Regions from separate parts of the Mus musculus genome. Here region 2 is linked to region 1. The links are chromatin contacts, called in public ChIA-PET maps. All regions are on one chromosome and are shown on one strand. Each heading gives the region's core, a stretch centred on a gene start, on an enhancer-like site or on the middle of the called end of the contact. The rest is flanking DNA. Distances are from core to core; before and after follow the strand shown.

Region 1 (3,568 bases), core at 313-2,812:
GTACACTGATGCTCTCTTCAGATACACCAGAAAAGGGCATCAGATCCCATTACAGATGGTTGTGAGCAACCATGTGGTTGCTGGGAATTGAACACAGGACCTCTGGAAGAGTACTCAGTGCTCTTAACTGTTGAGCCATCTCTCCAGCCCCCGCCCCCCAAGATACATTCTTAATGCTATGGTAAAAGAGAAAGAGCTGAAATAAAGACAATTTATCAAGCATCCCATAGATGCAAAGGCATCTCTCTTAAAGGAATTTTCAAATAGATTAAAAACTATTAGAATAAAATCCTATTTGTTCACTAAATCCTTATCCTCTTAAAACTTGGCAGCATTATTTAAGGAAGGGAGGGGGCTAAATCTATCCACCTATGATGTGTCTAGTTACTTCAAAACATAACCAAAACTCTATCTTAGAAAGCTAATCCCGCTCTTGAAGTTTTAAGGTACTAACACTGAGGGCCAATTTGTTTGGGGCTTGTTGTTGTTTAATTGGTTTGTCTTTGTTATTTAGTGACAAGCCTTGGCTGGCCTTGAACTATGTATGTAAAAGATGACCTTGAATATCTCATTCTCTTGCCTCCACCTTAAGTGCTAAGGTTACAAGGATGCTGGGGATAGAACCCAGGACTTCCTACATGCCAGGCAGGCCCTCTACCAAATAAACTGCATTCCCAGTACCCACTTTTTGTGTTTGAATGCTGTAGAACAGACACAACAAGCACACAGCTTCAGAAATGGACCCTTGTGGAACTAAACCTCAGTTCTGTCTCAGACTGCTATGTCTCCTAGGCCAAAGTACTTCTCTGAGCCATCATCAGATCGTCATCAATGGTTACTGGCCTTAATGACAACCCCTGTGCTGTTGACAAGCCTAATGACCTTAGGACAACATCTGACACTCCCTAAATGTCGAGAAACAAAGCAGCAAAATAGGTACTAGAGTCTGTCCAGAAGTGAAATCCTCTAAAAGATTTACTCTCCCATCTAATCCTTACTCTCCCATCTAATCAGCTGGGAAACTGAAGAACTCGTTATCAGTACTCACTACCAGGACTGACTGATAGATCAGCTCTGCTGGTGTTCCTAAGTCCTTCCCACCTACGACAGTTTGCTGGACCTCAAAGTACACTTGAAGGGCATCCCCTTACCCAAAGGGGGTCCGGAAGCGTTGGCCCCGGGCAAGGACAGCCCCCGTCCCCTCTGGGATCGCTCCGGCAGGCTCCCGCAGGTGAGGCCGACTGCCAGGCCGCCCTGCCGGGCCTCCAGCGGCCGGGGGACGGAGCCGAGCCCAGCTGCCCCGAGCGCCAGCTCGCAGCCCTGGCCCGCAGCCTCTGTGCAGAGCAGGGCATCCCGGCCGTGCCAGCGCCGCTGAGAGCCCCGGAGCTGGGCCGCGCCCCTGAGCCTTGCCCGCCGACCCCCGCGGCCAAAGCGAACAGGGCGAGCTTACCTGGGCGGCGGCTCGCAGCGTAGTCTGCGGCCGGTGGCTCCTCAGGGCGGCCGCGGCCAACTGCCGGCCGTAGAACATGGACGCCGCCATTTCTGAGTCCGACCCGTCCCCTGGGCACCGCGCAGGCGCAGAGACGCAGTTGCTCTCGGGGCGCTCCCGGCCCGAGACAAGGACAATCCTCGGGGGCGGGGCCTCGCGTTAACCCCGTCGCTGCCGGAGGAGCCGGGTTTGGCAGGCACAAAGCAAACTTTGGCCTTCAGAACTTTGACCTCAGTGACATGTGGACAAGGGGCCATCAGAACGCTTCCTAGAGAACTGTGACGCTGCTACTTCAGTCTTCTTACCTTCTCTGAGCCCTAGTGGCCTCACAAGTGAAATGGGGTTACTTAGGGAAAGCGAATGTATGCGTTGAGCCTTTAGGATACAATAGATACTAAAATAAAACATAACACAAAATAATAAAGACAGTGCCACTGATACTCAAAAGACTGTTACTCACTAGTTACTGAAGCCGCCCATACTGAAAACACTCCTAACAAAGTGTTTGAGAGAGCTAGAGAGATGGCTTAGTAGTTTGGAGCTGGTACGGCTGTGGCACTCAGCTGAATTCCCAGCCTCATGTCAGACAGCTCACCACTGCGTATGGGCTCTGAAACTCTCTTCTGGCCTCCCTGGGCACCAGCACACACGTGCACATACATATATCCAACAATGCATACATATTAAAAGAAAAGAAAAGAAAATACTATCACATTTGAACTGAAAAAGATGGGGTAACCCAGGACCCAGAAAGACCTATTACATGTTCTCTCAAATTTAAATATGCTATCTTTAAATTTTTATATGTATGTATTTATGTGTGAGCAAGGATTAGAGGCCAGAAACTATAGAGGGCCCCATGAGAAGACACAATAATATGTTTGTGTGAAGGCACAGTAACTAATAAGACTCATGTAAGAAGGAACAGGGCGGTGAGGGAAAGAAGGAAGGGATCAACCAAAACTACTATAAAAATGGTGTAAGAAAGCCTATGAGTTGTAAGAAAGCCTATGAGTTGTATGCTAACTTTAAAATATACCCACCCCAAGGCATGCCTGATAGTTTATGCCTGCAATCCCATCCCAATGGAAGCTACAATGAGAAGTTAAAGAACTCCAGACTACTCTACAACTCACAGGGGGGGGGGAGATACCCCACTAGCCGTGAAACCCATCAGCAGCATCCTTTCATGGAGGGGGTAATGGTCTCATGAGGCCTCCCCCCTCCTTGAGGATTGGTTGAAAGTTAATGGTTGGCATTGGAGTGCATTCATTCAGTGGCGTAGCCTGTGTTCCTGTAAGCAAGCCAAATGAAACGTGTTCAGCCATCAAAGAAGAGACAGGAAAGTGAAGCCTGCAGAATTAAGAAACAAAAGTCGAAAATGGGTGAATATGATCGAAATGAACTAAATACTGGGGCTAGAAAGGCAGCTGTTCCACAGTTAAGAGCCACAGCTGCTCTTCCAGAACGTTCCAGTATGATCCCCAGCACCCTTATGGCAGCTCGCATCACCTGTTCCAGTTCCAGAGATCTGATGCCTTCAAGAGCACCAGGCATGCGACTGGTACACAGGCAAAACACTTGTACACATAAGATGAAATTTTAAAATGTATTAGATGCATGCATGAAATGCTATAATGAAACACATTGTTATGTACAGTTAAGATATGCTAATAAAAATACTTTTAAATAAAAAAACAAAGTAAGAAAACCACCCCAGGCCCCACCCAGGGGAAATTAGGGAATTTTTATTAGAGTCTCTAGGTGGAGCAGACACACACATCATCTTAATTTCACTTCCTGGCACTGTGATAAAAACACGCTGACAAAAAACCTTAAGATACAAAAGGGTTTCTTGGCTCACAAATCCAGGTTACAGTGCATCATTGTGGGAGATCAGGATGACAGGAACGTGAAACAACTAGACGCATTCATTCGCATCCCACGCACAGTGGGGAGCAGTGGGTTCCTGCAAGCACACGGTGCTCAGCCCTTTATCTTTACTCCCAGACAAACCAGATCCCTCCCCCGGGGAACACTGGCGCTTCCCACTGGTGGAGAGTCCCCCATAGAGATGCC
Region 2 (3,568 bases), core at 707-3,206, 44 kb before region 1:
ATAAAAATGCTAGAGACATTCTTCATAGAAAAGAACAATTTTATAACTCATGTGGAAGTACAAAAGTCAAATAGTCAAAAAAATAGTGCTAGATATCACCATTATCTGACTTCAAATATACTACAGGGCCATAGGAAACAAACAGACAAACAAAAAACAGCATGGAACTGTCACAAAGCATGCACGAAGATCAGTGGGATAGAGTTGAGCACCCAGATACATAGAGTCCAGGCACCTAGCCACCACATTCTTACAACATGCAAAAAAATACACACTGAAGAAAACAGCATCTGCCACAAACGGTGCTGGGGAAACTTGGAGAAGTTCCCTGTAAGTAGAACTTCTAGACCCTAACCCTCAGCCTGCACAATGTCAGCCTGCACAACGGAGTAGGAGCCTCACACCTTTTGCCTGCAACTGCTAGAGGCATACGGCGTCCACTTCACGCCTAGCCACAAGTAAGGACTTTCTGAAGAAGACTGAAAATATGGTCAATACTCAACAAATGAGACCTCGTGAAATTAAAAATCTATTATATAACAAACGAAACTGTCAATAAATAAAGAAGCAGCCTGAGAATGTGAGAAAATCCTTGCCAGCTAGCTATACATCTACCTGACAAAGGATTACTATCTAGAATATGCAAAGAATTCAAGAAACTAAAATTCTAAAAAACAACCCAATTTTAATTGGGGGGAGGGGAGAAATGGGACACACAGACCTGAACAGTCTCAGAAGTACAAACGGCTAATAGACTTTTTAAAAACTGTTTGGAAATAATTTAAATATTCAGCCATCAAGGAAATGTCCAATTAAAACACCCTTGAGATTCTGCCTCACTCTACTTAGAATGTTGATCATCAAGACAGCAAATGACAACAAAAGCTGGTGAAGACGCAGGGAAAGACGACACTTACTCTATGTTGATGTGGTGTAAACTGGTGCAGCCACGAAGGAATCAGGGTGGAGTTCCTCAAAAAGGTAAAACAGCAACTACCATAGGATCAAGCACACCATCTTTGGGCAGATAGATACCCAAAGGACTCCACATCCTGCACATAGATACCTGCTAACTGTGTTCACTGGTGTGCTACTGACAAGCTAAGAAACAGAAACGGGAATTGCCTACAGAGTCATCAACCGATGAATAGGGATAGTATGGTACACAGAATTCTAATCAGCTACAAGAAAAATGAAATTGGGGAAATTTCAGAAAAATGGAATGAACTAGAAAATACACTAAATGAGAGAGAGTCAAGCTCAGAATGACAAAGACTAAGTTGTCTCTTGTGTACAGATCCTTCGCTGTGAAATTTTAGACTTGTATACTTAACCTCGAGTGTCTCGGAGAGTCAGAAGACCAGGTGGGAGGGAAACCACTCTAATGGGGGAAACGCCAAGTACAATGCTAGGAGACAGTCAGGGGATAAAGAGTTAAAGCAGGTATTGGGTGGGGCCAGGGAAGGGAGTGGTGAGGGTATTTAATCAAGACTAACAATGTATTAAAAAGCCAGACAGAGACCCACTACTTTGTAAACTAATTTAAAAAGAAATTTTAAAACGAAAAAGGATTTTTTTCCTTGAGGTAGGGTCTCTCTGTGTCTAGGCTGGCTCCACTGACAGAGATCCTCCTGTATGAGAGGACATGTAAGAGAGTGAAGCCAAGCCTGGTTTCCAGGAGCTCGGGCTTCATTACCTAGCTCTTGTGTGTCACTGGGACACACTGAATAGATGCCATCCTAGGACTCAGACACATGGCTTCACTCCCCAGGCTGTTACTTCAGACACCAGCTTCTAAATCAAACACTACTGTCTTAGTCTCTCAACTCTTTACACTCAAAACTTTAATAGCACAAACTTCTAAATCTTATTTTTTTAAAGACTACACATTACAGAAATCTGAAAATTGATTACCACACACTTCTCTCACTCCTGTCCCCACAGGAAAGGGTGTGGTTCTCACTGTAGTCTTTTACACTTGGCCCCCACATTGAACACTTAAATTTCACTCTAAATACAACTCTTTACCAGAAAGAAAAAAATAAAAAATAAAAAACTCACCAAAAAAAGCATCAACAGCTTCCGTGTGCTGCCTGGGCACTGCTTGTTTTGACTCTTCTCCCAAGCACGCGCACCTGCTGGAGGTGCCGTACCCGAGGGATTTGCATGCACTGGAGTCACGGCTTGCCTGGTCCAGGAGGCCAGAAAGCCTATCCCCGAAGTCACCCATGCAAACACACTTAAAATGTGTTATATTCTCCATAGGAAGTACAGTAGTGCACAGGACTCTACCCTAACTATAAATCTGAGATTTCATGTGTTCAGGGATTTTTAAGAAAGCAGCCCACAGGGCATCCCCACCTCATACCCCCAGAGTCAAAGGTACAAATATGCAGGTGAAAGAAATAACAGTATGTAGCAGACAGTAGATCTGCAAACAAGACTTCTAAAGCTTTAGAATATGTACTGCCATGTCCAGTTGTATGATCTATAAACCGGATCCTTAGACCAATTAATAAAATGAACACCTGTTACTTCAAAAGAAAAAAAAAACCCATAACTCCAAATTACATTAGGAAACTTTTATTGACTTAAGCTGGCATTCTAGTTTTGTCCAAGTCTTAATAGGTGCCTTTCTTATCAATCTGCGTGTGTTTTTACCACCACAGAATCATGACGACTTGCACTTATCATTGTCCTGTAATAATTAAAATGATGTTCAAATAATCAGCAAGTTACTTCTCTAAAATACTTAAAAGATGTTCTGAGGAGTGCTTCCAAGTTCTATGTATAAATAATGATTGATACATTTAAGAGCCATTTGATGCTGAAGATAAATATTTCTTATATAAAACATTGTTATAACATACCATTGTCCTAATGAGGCTGTTATTAGATATATTTTTATACTAAAGAATAAAGCTTTATCTTTGTAGTAATTTTATTTATAGAACTCTTATCAATGAAGAACTCTGTATCCAACACCAGAAAGCAGGCATACTGCAAGTGACATTCTGTAGAGGAAGCAAAAAAAGATGGCTGCAAGAAAAGAGACCACCGTAAGTTTATATCAGACATTCTTTATATAAACAGTCCATTCTCAGCAGCAGAATCAGATGCAGAGCAAATGCTTTCAAAGGTATGTGTGCCTATGTGGTGATTACATTCTCCACACATTAAAAGAAAAGGGACACTAGGAGAGACCACAGTATAATAAAGAATTACAGCACATTAATACCCGTAGCCATCCACCAAGGTCTTGCTCATATTGGCAATTGAAACTTCACATCCACATGGGCTTCTTTGGCTAAGGTCACTATTTCAGAGAGCTTTACAACCTGAAAGAGAGAACAGGGCATATCTGTATGTTCATAAAAAGGTGAACCATTATAAACCAAGGCAAAAGACAGAATCGTTTCCATTTAAAATAGTAGGGCTATTCTGACATTGTTACAAGTTACACTATAGTCTAGTAAGAACTGACACAAGACTGTCAAGTTTGACATTCTCCATAACCTATAATTCAATTAAATATGCCCTGATAAAAATATATAACTAGATGTATTAC

What was found. ChIA-PET counts read pairs in DNA pulled down with a chosen protein or histone mark.
Region 2: an RNA polymerase II ChIA-PET map of memory CD8 T cells shows a contact between it and region 1, with 9 read pairs. The contact joins the enhancer-like site here to the promoter of Sucla2 in region 1. A contact is called at or near these places in 1 of 39 promoter capture datasets (macrophages), 1 of 484 Hi-C or Micro-C datasets (nephron progenitors), 4 of 115 datasets of contacts at active chromatin or transcription factors (the SCID.adh cell line, effector CD8 T cells, embryonic stem cells and 1 more) and 3 of 9 other capture datasets (adipose tissue, liver and pancreatic islet).

What each region holds. Positions count from the first base shown.
Region 1 is chr14:73,550,780-73,554,347 of GRCm38.p6, reverse strand. It overlaps Sucla2 (succinate-Coenzyme A ligase, ADP-forming, beta subunit), which reads right to left and starts at 1,562. Exons shown (of 11, transcript NM_011506.4): 1 at 1,451-1,562. The coding sequence starts at 1,540.
Region 2 is chr14:73,595,144-73,598,711 of GRCm38.p6, reverse strand. It overlaps Sucla2 (succinate-Coenzyme A ligase, ADP-forming, beta subunit), which reads right to left. Exons shown (of 11, transcript NM_011506.4): 11 at 2,568-3,338. The coding sequence ends at 3,264. Among named protein-coding and RNA genes, the nearest start is that of Sucla2, 44 kb to the right of the region's middle. Within about 2 kb of position 1,956, at least 1 of the 459 cell types and tissues checked has an H3K27ac peak or open chromatin away from gene starts, as enhancers often do. A contact at or near this core is called in memory CD8 T cells, where this site is marked.